2 separate regions of the Mus musculus genome follow, and region 2 is linked to region 1. Evidence: chromatin contacts called from public promoter capture Hi-C data. All regions are on one chromosome and are shown on one strand. The core of a region is the stretch at or near the end of the contact, and the rest is flanking DNA. Distances in the headings are between cores, read along the strand shown. Region 1 overlaps Sptlc3 (serine palmitoyltransferase, long chain base subunit 3). Region 2 holds the start of Tasp1 (taspase, threonine aspartase 1).

Region 1 (7,686 bases), core at 116-2,615:
ATTATAAGAAATTTACAAATTGTAATTTAAGAAGATGACCACTTGGGTTAATTATCTGAACTTGGATGGATTTATTTTCTAGTCAGTGCCTCTTCACCCACTTAGTTCTCCTTGAGTTCTTTTGAGAGCAGAGACTAAGGGAAGCTAATATCTAAGGAGGGATAGAGCCTCAAGTGTTCATATTGTGGCTATAGCCAACCTTTGGCTTAGTGACCAAACACATAAGTCTGAATTTTGAACCCAGAGAATGGGACCTGGATATCCCTTACCAAGACTGAGTTCATAAGAAAACACTCTGATCAGCTTCACCCTAAGCATTTCAGGGTCTTAGAAAACAACCATTTCTTACTATCGTTATAGGGTTAAGGGAGCAAGTTCCTGTCAAATAGTTCATTCTGACACTTATGTAAAATTTCTAAAGCTTAAATATCTGGGTTTCACTCAATTGCTAAGATAAGTGTTAAATAAAATGCCAAAGTCTTTCATGTAACCTCATTATTTTTTTTGAAACTCGTTTTTTTAATGAACCTTTTAGAGAGAAGACAAAGAAAAGAGAAAAAAATAAGTGACTGATATTTAGAATATATTTAACCTAAAACAACAACAACAACAACAACCATGTTTCATTTCTAAATCGTTTTGTCTAGATTATTCCGTTCATTCTGATCATTTGAAAGGTTACCATGAGAGGGGCAAGTGAGGCATTGACCCTGCTCCTAACCTAACAGTGGACTTGGAGAAACTGGCACCAGCCCCTTCCAGCTGTGACCTTCAACCTTTGCTCTGATCACTGGAACAGGACACGTATATTTTTACACTTGAGTTTGATAGGTTTAAAGACAACAGTGCCTGAGTGCAAAGATTTAGGGCATTGAGACTGAGAAAGAAGGGAGCAGGGTGGGTGACAGCCATTAGCTCTCAAGAGGAATTTAGTCTCTTCACAGTTTGTGTTTTTCATGAGATGCAGTACAAACTTCTTGCATCAGACGTTGCTTTGCTCCCATGCTAGTTGTTTGCTAGCTCCTAAGCATGCTTATTCATTGCTATCACTAAGCTTATCTTGCCTGTGTTTCTCTGGAAATTTAATTTTCATTCAAAACTCTGTCCCTTCTGCTACGAAAAGATAGTAAGAAGGCAAAAGGGACTGTGGTCCGTGGGATAAACAGTCTGTCTTTAAGCACGCAGTTTAAAAGGTCTTCTCACATTGCTCATTGTCTTTCGCAGCAAAGAGCTCAGAGAATAGAAAATGGGCCCTCCTGCCGGTTCTTTTTTTCCCCTTCCAGTCAAACTCAGCAACATGTTTGTTCTGTTCCTCTGAGATCCCTTGCTGAATGTAAGAGGCATTGACAGAATTCCATGCAAAGTACACTGTCTGAGGGCCCTGGCATTGAAGGCCCTTGGCATTGTTGAGGGAGGAATTAGCTGCTGCTTCCTAAATATATTTGCCACTTGGTTACCAGCTGGAGACAGAGAAAGAAGCCGAGAAGGAAGCAGAGGGCACGGAGAGCTGCGTTTTCTAAATGGTTTCAGGCCACTGGCATTTCGGCAATAGCTAATACAAACCAGATGTCAAGTGCTACGCTCCACTGGCTTTCAACTGAGGGCCTGCCTCGGTCCGTGATTAATCACCTGTGCTGGTGGGTAGAGAAGTTCTACCTGGTTTTTTTGTGTGAGCAGACCTAAGGTCGGGGTCAGCGATCAAGGTGGCAGGCATGTGACTCCCTGCCTTATTTCTGTTCGTATACGCACGGGACAATTTGAGTTTGTCCAATGAACACAAAATTAGCCAAAACACTGAACTCTTGGATAGGAAGCGAACATTTGCCTGATTACACAGAAACGCCCGGCAAACTTTTCCAGGGCCTTATGCCTCCTCATTTGCTTCATCTTAGGGGTTAGCTAATGATAGAATTTTTATGTCAGTCTAGTGAAATCAGCCCTGGCTTGGGAGTCCTTACAAAGTTTCCCTAGCAAAGCTTAAAGGGGGAAGTGTTTGGTTTTTAGATGATACAGGGGCCAAGATCCTGTGGCCCCTTCCTCTCAGCCATTTGAAACCCCCGCTGATGCTTCCTCCTCCTCTTAGGCTTTCAGTGAAAAGGCTCTGAGACAGGGGAGTTGCGATGTAACACACATAGAATCGCATACTGTTTCAGTACAAATAGAGAAGCAAAGAAGAGAACTCTATCCATAATTCTACAGTGAAAACGAGCGAGTATCCACACAAACCCTTGTTTCTCTCATCATGGACTCATTTACAACTGTGCAGCAGCGAAACGTGCTCAGCCTCACTCTGGTTTGCAGAATTTCATAGAGGAAACCAGCTCCCTCACCAGCCACAGCTGGGGAGGATTAAGCAGGTGGATTCATGCCTAATGAAGCCCAGCGTGTGTGAGTTTGAGCTATAAGGAATGTATTAGCTTTCTGTTTCTGCATAACAAATTGTCCTAAGTGGCCGCTTAAAACAATGCCCCGTTTATTATCAGTTACCTTGGTGAGACTCTGAGCAGAGCCTCCCCAGGAGGCTAAAGTAAGATGGCACCATCTACCCTTTCCAGCAACTCAGGCTGCTCTCCCATAACCAAACTCAGTCCTTTGGGGATGCATTTGGACTGAGGTCCCCATTTTCTTGTTGGCTGAATGCCAGAGTCATTCTCCACATATGGGGTCACTCAATTCCTTAGCAGGTAGCTCCTTCATCCTCAAAAAACAGTAGAAGAGTCTCCTGAGCCAGGCCTCTTTCCTCAAGTCTCTCTCTTCTAGAAGACCCTCTTCTAAGGGGTCAGTCACTGCAGCAAGGTGTCAATACTTGTTCATATCTCTAGAGCTTTAAGGAGTGTGTGTGTGTGTGTGTGTGTGTGTGTGTGTGTGTGTGTATGCACACATGTCTGTGAGATGACTGCAAGGGTTACATTCCCAGCAATGATCTGCTTCAAACTGAATACTTAAGAGTGAAAATTACTCCAGGGAACAATAAATTCTGAAAGACAAAAAATAATGAAAGCAAATCTCTGTTTTCCCGCAAAAAAAAAAAAAAAAAATCTAGAAGAACTAAAGGACAGCCTGATAAACTGTAGTGACACTGGCCATGAGGATAGCCTTTGGGAGCAAATCCAACTCAAACAGCCAGGTTTTAGCTCAAACTAATGATTTTTACTATTTTTGAACTGTGGAATTTTTTGGAAGCCCACTATATAAAACACACATTTTTGTTTAATTTTACAACATTGAATTTCTTCTGTGCCTGTCGCTCCACTAAGTGATTAAATATTTAATCTTCATACTAGAAAGAAATGTGCTGTGTAGCTAGCATTATTCCTGCTTTGACAGGTGAAGAAGGGAAGATGTGGAGTGAGGAGATAGAGACTGGTGGTGGTGGAGTCACTTCTGAAACTTGGAAATTGGGTTCACAGCCCTCTGGCACTTGACCCTGGTGCTGGTGTTACATGGGGGAAGGATCAGGACTGGGCTCCATCAGTACCCCACATCTGAGCTAATAGTAAAAACCAAAGGTTTTTAAATGAGCTATCTGGCTGCCCCTCCCTATAGGGACCACTTGCTTGCTGGTGACCACTTTGATTTGTCTGACTTCTAGGAGTCCTTTTTAGAGGGTCTTATCAACTCAGTTACTCAGTCCAGGACTTTTTTTGGACACATCCTTTGCTGTTATCTATATATGAAAAGTCATACATCAGAAAATCCTGAGTTGCCATCCTCCTACAACCCGGAAAGTATATACATCAGTGATTACCATCACCCCCATCATCACCATCATCACCATCATCACCATCATCCCCATCACCCAGACTGGTGATCAGACAGGTCCCAGAAACTCTTTTGATTGTTCTCTGCTGTCTTCAGTTACAATTAATTTCATTGTTATTATTATCCTTGTCATCATTATTATTGTTATTGAATCAACAACCTCAACGTAATGTGTCACTTTGAGCCATGGTTCTTAACTAAAGATAGACATCGCAACTGTCCCATGAGCTCTTTGAAAAGGTCAACCCCAGACCTTCTAGAACATAATCTCTGAAGTGGAAGGTTGATATGTCTGCTAGTTTCTTTACTTGATGTATAAGATAATGGCTTTCATTATTTTCATACATTATCCTTATATCCATTCCCATCACCTTCCCTTGTTCCTCTTCCTGATGGTCTCCATCTTCCTTCAAAATACAGTCTTCTTTATACTTTCATATGATCACACACATGCACACACACACACATGTCTCTCTGTGTGTGTGTCTGTGTGTGTGTGTGTGTGTGTGTGTGTGTGTGTGTGTGTGTAGAGAGAGAGCTGGGGGGGCAGAAATTGATTCTGCATATAAGAGAATTTGTCTTATTTTCCTATTACCCTTAATTTTTAAAATTCCAGAAACCTTTGGCATGTTAAAAGTCACTAATTCATAAGGACTCTGGGAAGTCCATCCTTTCTTTAATGTATTAAATTCTACTATTAGAGCCTTGCTAAGATACTACTCTTCATTTAAATGCAAATTAACCATTCAACCAATAATATTCATGAGACAGTATCCTGGTGATACACACGTCAAATGGCATGCGTTACTCTGTGCATTCTACTTTCTATCTGCCTCTTGATTAGATCATTTCTCTTCAAAGTGCTCCAGAATTCCATCACCCATTCCTGCTTCCATGGCCGGCCCAACTTCTGCATGTCTTAAGAGCTTTCTGTGTGCAAGATGCGTGTATACTTATGTCATGGGACTAACACATAGCCAATGAGCTAACTCTTGAGAATCTTATAGAACAGATCCAGTTCCCACATTATCTTGGCAATATTTTCATAACCCTCAAGCCTCAGTCTCCACATCTGTAAAGGATTCCAAAACATCACTCTCCGGCTCCTCCTTAACGTGCAGATGATCTTTCTCATCCTGCTTGGTGAGGTAAATCGCTGTCAGTGTGTGTGAGAAGCTTCGTAGTGTTAGCTCTTCTTCAGAGCCCTTGAAATTAGGCCACGACGATAGCTGCTCCTGCCTCAAGTCCAATCTGCTCCTCTGTGTACATTCCCAAGGGCCAGGACTGTGCAGACTAAAGAGCCCCTGGCACATGTGTATGTAGCTATAAAACATGCTGTAACCTTGGAATCCTGACATCAAAAGGGAGAGCTCCACTGCCTTATAAAAATGTGTGCTTCTCTAAGCAAACCACTCCAAACGCCGTTGTCTCCACCCCACTGGGAAGTCTGTCACTGCTAATGCAGTTCTTACGGTTCTCACCACCCGTAGCCTCTTCATCTTCCCTGAGATCTCTCTGCCCCTGAGTGTCTTGGAAACAAAATGTCCTGTCTGGTGTCCAGTGCTTAAAAATAACAGACACTGGGTTCCTGCTGCCACATGGAAACTTTACTGCCAGGGCTGCTCAGCATCCCACACTCTGGGTCATGCCAGGGAAGCAGTCAGGGGAACGCCAGGACTAAGAAAGGGTTTATACTACTGTAGGCATTCTCTAACGTCAATTTGATTTTCCACTGGCTAATTTTTCTGAAATACCAACTGCTTAAATGGTGAGAAATGTTTTACAGAAAGATACTTTCCATCTATGGAGACAAGGACCTCATTTTTCAAGTAATACTACCCAAGCTGGAATGTTAGATTGCCCAAGTCAGTGTTCGGACAGTAGTGGTGTGCTAAATAATTTAAGCGAGGGTAGGTTGTGTGTATTCCCATGTGTCCATTTTTAAGCATGAGAAATGCTAAAATAAGCCACCCATTGGCATCTGGGTATATATGTGTCTCTGCTGACAGTGACACTGTGTTGGCCCAGGAGAGTATCAACCCGTCTCTTTTTCTTTCTCAATTGTAGAAATCAATGCCTGCCCACCCACTCTCTCCACCCCTGAGCATGCCAGAGATTTGGTGGAGAAGAAATTTTTCTCCTTCAAGACAGGTCACTCTGACAGCTTCCACGATCTGCAATTCCTTCTGCTCCTCCCGGAGACTGAGTTGTGCTAAACATATTTCTGGAAACGCCACAAACCATTGTTTTTATTAGGGGACTGCAATGCTTTGTAGTGAGAGGCTTTGTGTTTTATTTGTTTTTCCTTCCTCTGCCCCAGCTGTTTTTGTTTTAACAGCATTGGAGTGAAGGTTAAAGTATTCGTGGCCTCTGTTAACCTAGCTAATCTCTCAAGGGGGTAAGGCTGAAAATCTGAATGGCAAGAATGGCAGCACATAGCTCATTTTGCAGGCACAGGTTCATCCCTAGCCCCACCTACTTTCTGAAGGGATGAGACAGATGAGGGGTCTGATCTCAAGCTGAGTGAGCACCTTGAAGCACATAACTCCCAGGAAAGCAGGTTACCCCAGCAAAGGAAACCAGGATTCAATAGCTACCTAGATAGGATATCAAGGGAGAGGCTGCTGCTGTGGCTGCTGCTGTGGCTGCTGCTGCTGCTGCTGCTGCTGCTGCTGCTGCTGCTGCTGCCTTTCCATTTTTTTATTTTCAAATCCAACTTTAGGGTCATAAAATAGCCAGGTACCTGCCACAAGCATGCACAACCTTAAGGGTGAACTGGCAATAGCGCCAGTTTCTGAAATTACCAACTCTCCTTTTGAAAATCAAAATGCATCCCCCGTGCCATCCCCAGAGTCTACAATGAAATGGGTCTTGGGTGCAGCCTAGGCATGTGAGTGATTCTACAACCTCTCCAGGTAATGCCAAGGTGACACTGAGGCTGCTGAAAACTAAGGAAACTGAGAATTAACTCCCAAGTATGTCCTGGATGCCAGTTGCTGTATCAATCAGGTTTCTTGCTTTAAAAGTCTTCATTTCTCCCCATCTTCCTAAGATACTCTTATCTTTACCTTGCAGATAACAGTAAGGTTTTTTTAGGGACTAAAGTTATCCAGGTCCAACTTGATGGTAATTGACTTAACTCTGAAGCCTATTCCTTCCCCTGATAACACTCAGCTCCGAGTTTAGAAAAACAAACACATAAATTCTCTAGAAGCCTGTGTTAGAATCATCTCATTCATTTCTTTAGCTGACTGGGTCCTTCTCTGTCTTGTATGGAATCTGCAGCAGAAGAGGCTGAACCTCTGTAATTAGCGGCTTTATGCCTTTCAAACAGGATCTGGCTGCAGTACCCAGTCTGCAGAGTGCCTGGGTGCTGTCTCGACAGCAACCATTCCCGTGCCCAAGGACCCTGCCAAATATTTCTTCTGCTTTTACCAAGCTCTCTTCAAGCACGGATCTCAAAGCACACCATAATTAGTACAATCACCCACATCCTGTCTAGATGAGCAGCGTTTTATATGTACAAATTCCCCTTTGCCCCCAGGCCCTTCAGGAGAATGCAAATGTTTTCAACTTTAAAGAGTGGGGCATCAAGTAATTGAAAGGAGCTGTATCTTGGCCAATACCAAAGACCTCAAAGGCATTTATAGTTGACCTGTATAAGAAAGCATGGTCACTACAAAGTGTGTCAATAGTGGTTAATCAGCCATATCTGCTGATAAGTGGTTCAAAGACAGGAACGACAGGACAAGAATGACCCTTCCAGTTCTTACAAATCAGATAAACTCAGAACCAAAATTCTGACCAGTTTTATTAAGTTCGAAAAGCTTCTAGAAGTAGTGAAGTGGTGACACTGGCTTATGATCCAGTGACTTGGGTTAATTGAGGAAGAGAAGACAGACGGGGCCAATTAAGTAGCTGGGC
Region 2 (7,766 bases), core at 3,077-5,576, 460 kb after region 1:
ACTGCAATCTATACAAACACAAGTTAACAGAATCAAAGATACACCTTTAAGGAGAACTTCAAAATCCTGTTTTCTCTAATACCCTTCATGTTTGAACTTGTTTTACTCAGTACTGTCCATTGAAGAGACTTTTTATTTGACCATTTCTGAGACCAAGATGAATGCTAATTCACCAATCATCAAGACCAAAAGGGAACCTCAAAACCTCCTTTCTTTTTTACTTCGGAGATTTTCTAGGTACTAACTTAGCATCTAATCTTGACCTTGGGTCTCTCAAGTTTCTATGTGTCTGTATGTATTTTTTCCTCTCACATGTCATGATACTTGCTTTTTAAATAAACAATTTAGAAAAGTATCACATGTCCCATTTAATCTTTCCAAAGCAGTGTAGGAAGAAGATTGTCAAGCAATCATCTATCTCATAACAAAATATTCCTTTGCAGGAGAGATCCAGCCCTTATGCTACTGCAATTGGTAATACGGACGGACCATGCTGTTCTGGGGCCCTGGTGGCACAGGACTTTTACCCAGCCCTTAAGGGAGGCACAGAGGAGGGTCACTGCAAACTCAACGCCAGCCTGGTATCCAGAATTGGTTTCAGCCCACTCATGGATATGAAGTGAGAAGCTATTCCATATTAAAAAACAAACACAGTATTTTGTGAGTTTGGTATCATGACATTGACAGCTTCATGCTTCATTAAAAGAGTTCCAGAACAAATGTATATTCATGTTTAATCTGTAATTCTACTCCTAGAAACACTTTCCACCTAAATTTTAAATACAGAAAAAGCTTAGTCTTCCTTTGGTTGTTTTGGGTGGTTGGTTATGATTTGTTTTGTTTTGCTTCATTTTGTGAGATAGGGTCTCATGGAGCCCAGGCTGACCTCAAACTCCTGATCATCTTCCTTCCACTTCCCAAGTTCTAGGACTACCAGCATGTGCTAGCACTCCTGGTTAGCTTTACGTCTTTTATGCTATGCTTAATATAGAATAATACAGGATTTTAAACACATATGCAACTTAAGAATTCAACAGAAAGGGATGGGTTATACAGTAACATTATTCATGGTCAGTTGATTTTCAAGATGAATGCCAAAGGGGGAAGGGCCAGGGTCGGGGAACATACTCCTTTAATCCCAGGACACAGGAGGCAGATGCAGACAGATCTCTGTGAGGGAGTTCCAGGACTGGCAAGACTACATGGAGAGACCCTATCTTGAAAAACAAAAACAAAAGATAAACATATCCAGGCCATTGTGTGTGTGTGTGTGTGTGTGTGTGTGTGTGTGTGTTGTGGGGTGTGGGTGGTGGGTGGGGCTGGGTAGTCAGCAAGGGTGGGGAGAATTAGAGAAGGCAGAGTAAAGCCCTACCCCTCCCTGTAGGTACACTGAATCCAGCACTTCAAAACTATCAGTCAGACCTATAAAACTTAGAGTAACGGGCAATTATACATAGATAAATATTTCTGACTCTGGATTCAGCATTTTTGTTTTGTTTGGTTTGGTTTGGGGTTTTTTGTTGTTGTTTTTCAAGACAGGGTTTCTCTGTGTAGCCCTGGCTGTCCTGGAACTCACTTTGTAGACCAGGTTGGCCTCAAACTCAGAAATCCGTCTGCCTCTGCCTCCCAAGTGCTGGGATTAAAGGCGTGTGCCACCACCGCCCGGATTATTTTTGTTTTTTTTAAAGATTTATTTATTATTATAAATAAGTACATTATAGTTGTCTTCTGACACACCAGTAGAAGGCATCAGATCTCATTACGGGTGGTTGTGAGCCACCATGTGGTTGCTGGGATTTGAACTCAGGACCTTCAGAAGAGCAGTCAGTGTTCTTAACCGCTGAGCCATCTCACTAGGCCTTATTTTTATTTTTATTTTTTTGGTGGTGGTAGTTTTGTTTCTTTCTTGCTTGCTTGCTCGGTTAGTTTTTGGAGACAAGGTCTATTTGAGAGAAAGAAAAAAAAATCCCTGTATTATGTAGCTCTGGCTACCCTGGAAATTGTTCAGAGATCCCCTTTCTTCTGCCTTCTGTGTTGTGAGATTTAAGGCAGGTGCCACACTACACCCAGCCTCAGAAATGGTTTCTTAAGTCAGATGTTTGACACAAGATTGGTCTACACAGTGAATTTCCAGGCCACAGTAAGACCCATCTCAAAAAAAAATAAAATAAAATAAAAATAAAAGCCACCTAGGGCTGGAGAGATGGCTTAGTGATTAAGAGCACTAACTGGCTGCTCTTGATTCCCAGCGCCCACATGGCAGATCACAACCTTCTTAAGTCCTATCCCAGGAGACCTGATGCCATCTTCTGGCCTCTGTTGATAACAGGCAAGAATGTGGTACACAGACATATATGCAGGCAAAACATGCATCCACATAAAATAAAATTTAAAATATCTAGTCAAACAACTTAAATATTTCTCCAAAACTATGTAATGTTTTATAAATACAAAGATAGATGCTTAAGATTATTCATCATAAAAATCAAAACAATAGTGAGACACTATTTCCCTAGTACCACTATAAGACGCATATAATCAAAACAGGTGTCTGGAGATGAAGACCTTTCTTATCTGCAGGATTCAATGTGCTGTGATCATTCTGGAAAGTGTCTGTTGAGTTCTCCAAACATAACCACCCAGAAGTTCCACTTCTATATACATAACCAAAAAAACAAAAAGATCAAATATAAAACTAAAATCAAATATCCACACAAAAAGTTACAAATATGATGTGTACAGAATTATTCCAAAATAACCCGAAGGACCAAACAATCCAACTGCATATCCATAAAAAGGAACGGGGGAGGTACATCCATCAGTGGTAGGATGCTCACCCAGCATGTGTGCGGGTCCATCCCCAGAATCAATGGGGGGGGGGGTAACATAAACACAAAGGAATGAGGCATTATTACATAGCTATGGACAAATCTTGAAAACATTATGCTCACTGAAAGAAGCTAGACACAAAAGGACACCTGTTACATACTTCTATTTACTTAAACCGTACAAAACAGAAAGATACATACTAAACCATGGATCAGAAGTTGGGGGAAACTGGAGAAGGGTAAGTAACTGTACTGGGCACAAGATATCTGGGGAAGGTGATAAAAATTGGTCTGGAACTAGACAGCAACGACATACATACAACTTTTGAATCCTTAAAATGAGAGAGGGGGAGAGAGAAGCTTACAATTTAAGAGGATTTTGGTACTGTGTTGATTACACCTCAATAAGAAAAAAAATAAAATAACCAGGGTTGGAAAGACAGCTCGGCAATAAAGAGCACTTGCTTCTAGCGGACCTGAGTAAGTTCCTAGCACCACTCGCTGGCTTACATCCATCCTTGATTCCCCCAGATGCCCTCTACTGGCCTGCACGGATATGCCCATGCTCGCGGTGCAGACATTATGATGCAAGCAGTCACACACATAAACTAAAATAACCCTCTCCCCTCCCCCAAAAAAAGGCAAAACCAATCTATCCGTGCAATGAATGCAACATATACAAAACTGCAATTTCTAGTTTTAACCATATTATACACATACACTTGTCGGTGACATCTACAACACCTAAGAAATTATAAAGCACAAAATCCTTAGTGGCGGCAACTATGTTAATCTCTTGTTCTGCAATTCCCAAGCATTTTCTAATAACCACGGCCACTGCTTCTAATAACCAAACGCCTGAGTGCGTAAGATAAACTCCCTTAGCTTGTTATTCAAAGAAAGGTCTTGGTTCAATGGCCCCCAATAAACCTTCCCTTCCTCTCCTCGGTATAATTAAGTTGAACTCGGAGGAATCCCTATGCCTTCTACTTCAAAACACCTCCAGTTTACAGCTACTCGCCCGCCTCTCCAGCATCTTCACTGACTCAGTCCTAGCCACCTCTACACTGACTGGATGCTACATGTCCCTCGGGACGCTAACCCGGGCTCTAACAGACTCAGGGAAGCTCTGACCCCACCGCGACATCTGTCTGTGACACATCCCGGGCCCGCTGTGGACCTGGGACACGTGAGTTCCCTGTAGCCTGGGACTGCACAGCGCGCGAAGAGCTCCGAGAACTCCGCAGCCAAGGGAACTGGCGGCCCCCACGCGTGACCACAACTCCGGGCCGGGGAATCCGTGGGGCCCTGCGCCGGGCCGGACAGGTGGCGCCGTGAGAGCCGTCCCGAGCGGTGGCGTGAGGACGCCACGCGGGCCTGCCGGACCATACGGAGACCGAGGCTAGGCAGCGGCGACGCGGACAGCGTCAGAACGAGGGACACTCACCCGCGTCAGCGCAGAGCACTCACACACAGGAAGTAGTCGTTCGCCCGTTGCCAGGGTGAGGAAGCGGGAGTGGCGTAAAGCCTTTCCATTGGTCGACGTGCACACGTGGCCGGAAGCAGACGCCCCGCGAGCCTGAGTCCTAATCGCCTAGGCTATAGCGTCTCTCTCTTTAAGCGTTTGAGCTGAGACACTCCGCGGTTATTTCTGGCTTCTGATATCTGAGGGTTTTTTAAAATATGTATTTATTGGCCTATTGGGGGTTTGTTTGTTGTCATAGCTATACAATCGCCGTTGCCCACCTTGCTTTCATTGTGCTCGGTAATTAGCTTTGAGGATGTGTCTACCTGTTACCCACGAAGTTGACTGACGAGCGGGTTGCACGTTATGAAAATAGTAGCCATCATTGATGAGGGCGTTGCAGAAGAACCCTTCCCTCATCCATGTAGCCTTGACCCCTATGGAAAAGCAGGATTCAACCTAGGTTTTGTTTAAGTGGGAGTCAGAAAAGGTAGTTAGTCTTTAACTGTCCAAGATCAAAGACCAAGAGCCAGTAGCAATCCTTGTAACTAGTATCAAGAATGGTTTGACAGCCTGTTTGTGGGGAGCAGAGATTAGAAGGAATAGAACACTGCAGGTTAGGTATCAGTCGTCTGAGATACTTGAGAAGTATTTGGGAATTTTCTTTTCTTCAAATTTTGAAATACTTGCTTATACATAATAAAACGTCCTGGGTGATAGGTTATTTCTCCAACGGTGAAATGAGCCAATTCAAACCAATTAAGATTATATTAAAGGCAGAATATTGGGAAGTTGCTTTCAGGGGAGTTCACTGGCCCCAAGGATTGAGGCCAGGGGAGCATTGGAGGTGAGAGAAGAGAAGGAAAACAAGGGAGACCAAAATATCTTGATTATAGAGGGAAGAGCCTCTGGGGGAAGGGCAGCTCGGCCGCTGGACTGGAAAGTTCAGGGTTGGGGCAGGGTTCGCCAAGAAGGGACTGAGGGATGCTGAGTGAAACTGAAGTTCAGGTGTGCTTTGGTATGTAAAATATGCGCCTCAGTCCCTTGTCCCTGGTCCCAAACCAAAGCAGTGGATGAGACTCCAGTTGCAAAAATACTCAGCTGTATTTCATGCAGACCTTATACACAGAGACTAAAGGTAATTTTGTAACGCATTTTTAAATAGTTTTGTGCACAGTGTGGGAGCAGCTGAGGTTTTGGATTTTTAGATGAGATGTTTCAGCATGTATTTTCACATGTATCCTATGTGAGGTCTCAGACCAGCAGTTTAGAATTACCTAAACTCTTACTTAAAAATGCAAATTCTTAGAATCCACCTAAATGAATGTTTGTTGTTTTGTTTTGTTTTGTTTTTTCCGAGACAGTGTTTCTCTGTATAGCCCTAGTGGTCCTGGAACTCACTTTGTAGACCAGGCTGGCCTCAAACTCATATCCGCTTATCTCTCTGCCTCCCTAAAGGCTGGTCTTTTAACAAGCCCTTTGGGTAAATGTAACGCACCTAAAGCATTACTGGATTGTGGAATTTCTTGGTTTAATCTTAGCGGTGGAGCAGGAAGGGTGATAAGCCCGACGCCCCAGAAGAGGAGAGCAACCAATAACGGGGCTTTTAGATGATCAAGAACGAAGTGCAAGAAGGCAGTTTGAGGATGAGGAGTTTAGTGATTTTTATCCTGTCATCCCTAGATTAAAATATGTGAATTGAAAAAAAAATTCATCTGCTGGTAATCCCAAACACATAATTAATAATTCTTATATTGTTTAAGATATCTTCTTAATAATTTTCTTTTATGGGTAAAAATTAAGAGACAGTTATGAAATTTATCTGTGTAAGCAGCACATAAGATTTGAAAGGGAATGTAGAGAACAGTAAGGAAAAAAATTCTTTAGAACTTTTTTTCAGATTTTGTTTTTTGTTTTGTTTTTGTTTTTCGAGACAGGGTTTCTCTGTGTAGCCCTGGCTGTCCTGGAACTCACTCTGCAGACCAGGCTGGCCTCGAACTAAGAAATCCGCCTGCCTCTGCCTCCCAAGTGCTGGGATTAAAGGCATGCGCCACCACGCCCGGCCAGATTTTTTTTCATTTAATGTATATGAATACACTGTTGCTGTCTTCAGACATACTAGAAGAGGGCATCAGATCCCATTACAGATGGTTGTGAGCCACCAAGTGGTTGCTGGGAATTGAACTCAGGACCTCTGGAAGAGCAGTCAGTGCTCTTAATTGCTGAGCCATCACTCCAGCCCAGAAGGAAAAAAAAAAAAAAAAAATTCTTAATGGTTTAGTTAGTGAATGGTAGCCATAAAGTAGAAGTTAACAGCAAGGATTCTAGAAACAGAAGAATCAGTGTTTATATATCTGTGTTCTACCACTTAACTAAAACATTGAACGATTTGCTTTATCTTCCTACTATTTAATTTCCACATTTGTAAAATGAGGATTAAAAATTGTTGTGTGTGCCAGGCGGTGGTGGCGCATGCCTTTAATCCCAGCACATGGGAGGCAGAGACAGGCGGATTTCTGAGTTCAAGACCAGCCTACTCTACAAAGTGAGTTCCAGGACAGCCAGGGCTATACAGAGAAACCCTGTCTCGAAAAACCAAAAAAAAAAGAAAAGAAAAGAAAAAAATTGTTGTGTGGCTGGGCAGTGGTGGCACACACCTTTAATCCTAGCACAGAGAAACCCTGTCTCGAAAAACCAAAAAAAAAAGAAAAAGAAAAGAAAAAAAATTGTTGTGTGGCTGGGCAGTGGTGGCACACACCTTTAATCCTAGCACAGAGAAACCCTGTCAAGAAAGAAAGAAAGAAAGAAAGAAAGAAAGAAAGAAAGAAAGAAAGAAAGAAAGAAAGAAAGAGAGAGAGAGGGGGAGGGAGGGAGGGAGGGAGGGAGAGAGAGAGAGAGAGAGAGAGAGAGAGAGAGAGAAAGAAAGAAAGAAAGAAAGAAAGAAAGAAAGAAAGAAAGAGGGGAGGGAGGGAGGGAGGGAGAGAGAGAGAGAGAGAGAGAGAGAGAGAGAGAGAGAGAGAGAGAAAGAAAGAAAGAAAGAAAGAAAGAAAGAAAGAGAGAAAGAAATGTATCAGCCCCATAGTGAGTAATCTACAAATGCTAATTGTTGAGATGGGAGTGAGCCCAGGAATGAATAAATAAATAAATAAATAAATGCTAATTGGGTTTTTTTTCTTTGTTTTTGAGACAAAGTCTCACAGTGCAGCTGAGGACCTTTCCAAGCGTGCTCCTCCCTCACCTTCCCAAGTGTTGGGATTACATGAGCCACCATGCTGGCTTAATAAATGTGGTAAATGTTGAAGAGGGTTTTGGGTTTTTTGTTTTGTGTTGTTGTTTTACAGGTATTTAGTTTGTGTAAGAAGCTCCCGGTGATGGGTGATGGAATAGATACCCGGTTTGTGTACATTCAAGGAGAACTGAACGTTGACTTCTAAGAAAGCGTGATCTCATTCTCCTCTCTCCTCTCTCCCTCC

The links. Promoter capture Hi-C pulls out the DNA fragments that hold promoters and counts their contacts.
Region 2: a promoter capture Hi-C map of cranial neural crest shows a contact between it and region 1. The contact joins the promoter of Tasp1 here to the enhancer-like site in region 1. A contact is called at or near these places in 2 of 39 promoter capture datasets (cranial neural crest and neural stem cells), 2 of 484 Hi-C or Micro-C datasets (adipose-derived mesenchymal stem cells and nephron progenitors), 1 of 115 datasets of contacts at active chromatin or transcription factors (astrocytes) and 1 of 9 other capture datasets (adipose tissue).

What each region holds. Positions count from the first base shown.
Region 1 is chr2:139,607,531-139,615,216 of GRCm38.p6, forward strand. All of the region lies in intron 9 of Sptlc3 (serine palmitoyltransferase, long chain base subunit 3), which reads left to right. Among named protein-coding and RNA genes, the nearest start is that of Ism1, 67 kb to the right of the region's middle. Within about 2 kb of position 1,366, at least 37 of the 459 cell types and tissues checked have an H3K27ac peak or open chromatin away from gene starts, as enhancers often do.
Region 2 is chr2:140,062,479-140,070,244 of GRCm38.p6, forward strand. It overlaps Tasp1 (taspase, threonine aspartase 1), which reads right to left and starts at 4,327. Exons shown (of 14, transcript NM_001159640.2): 1 at 4,276-4,327.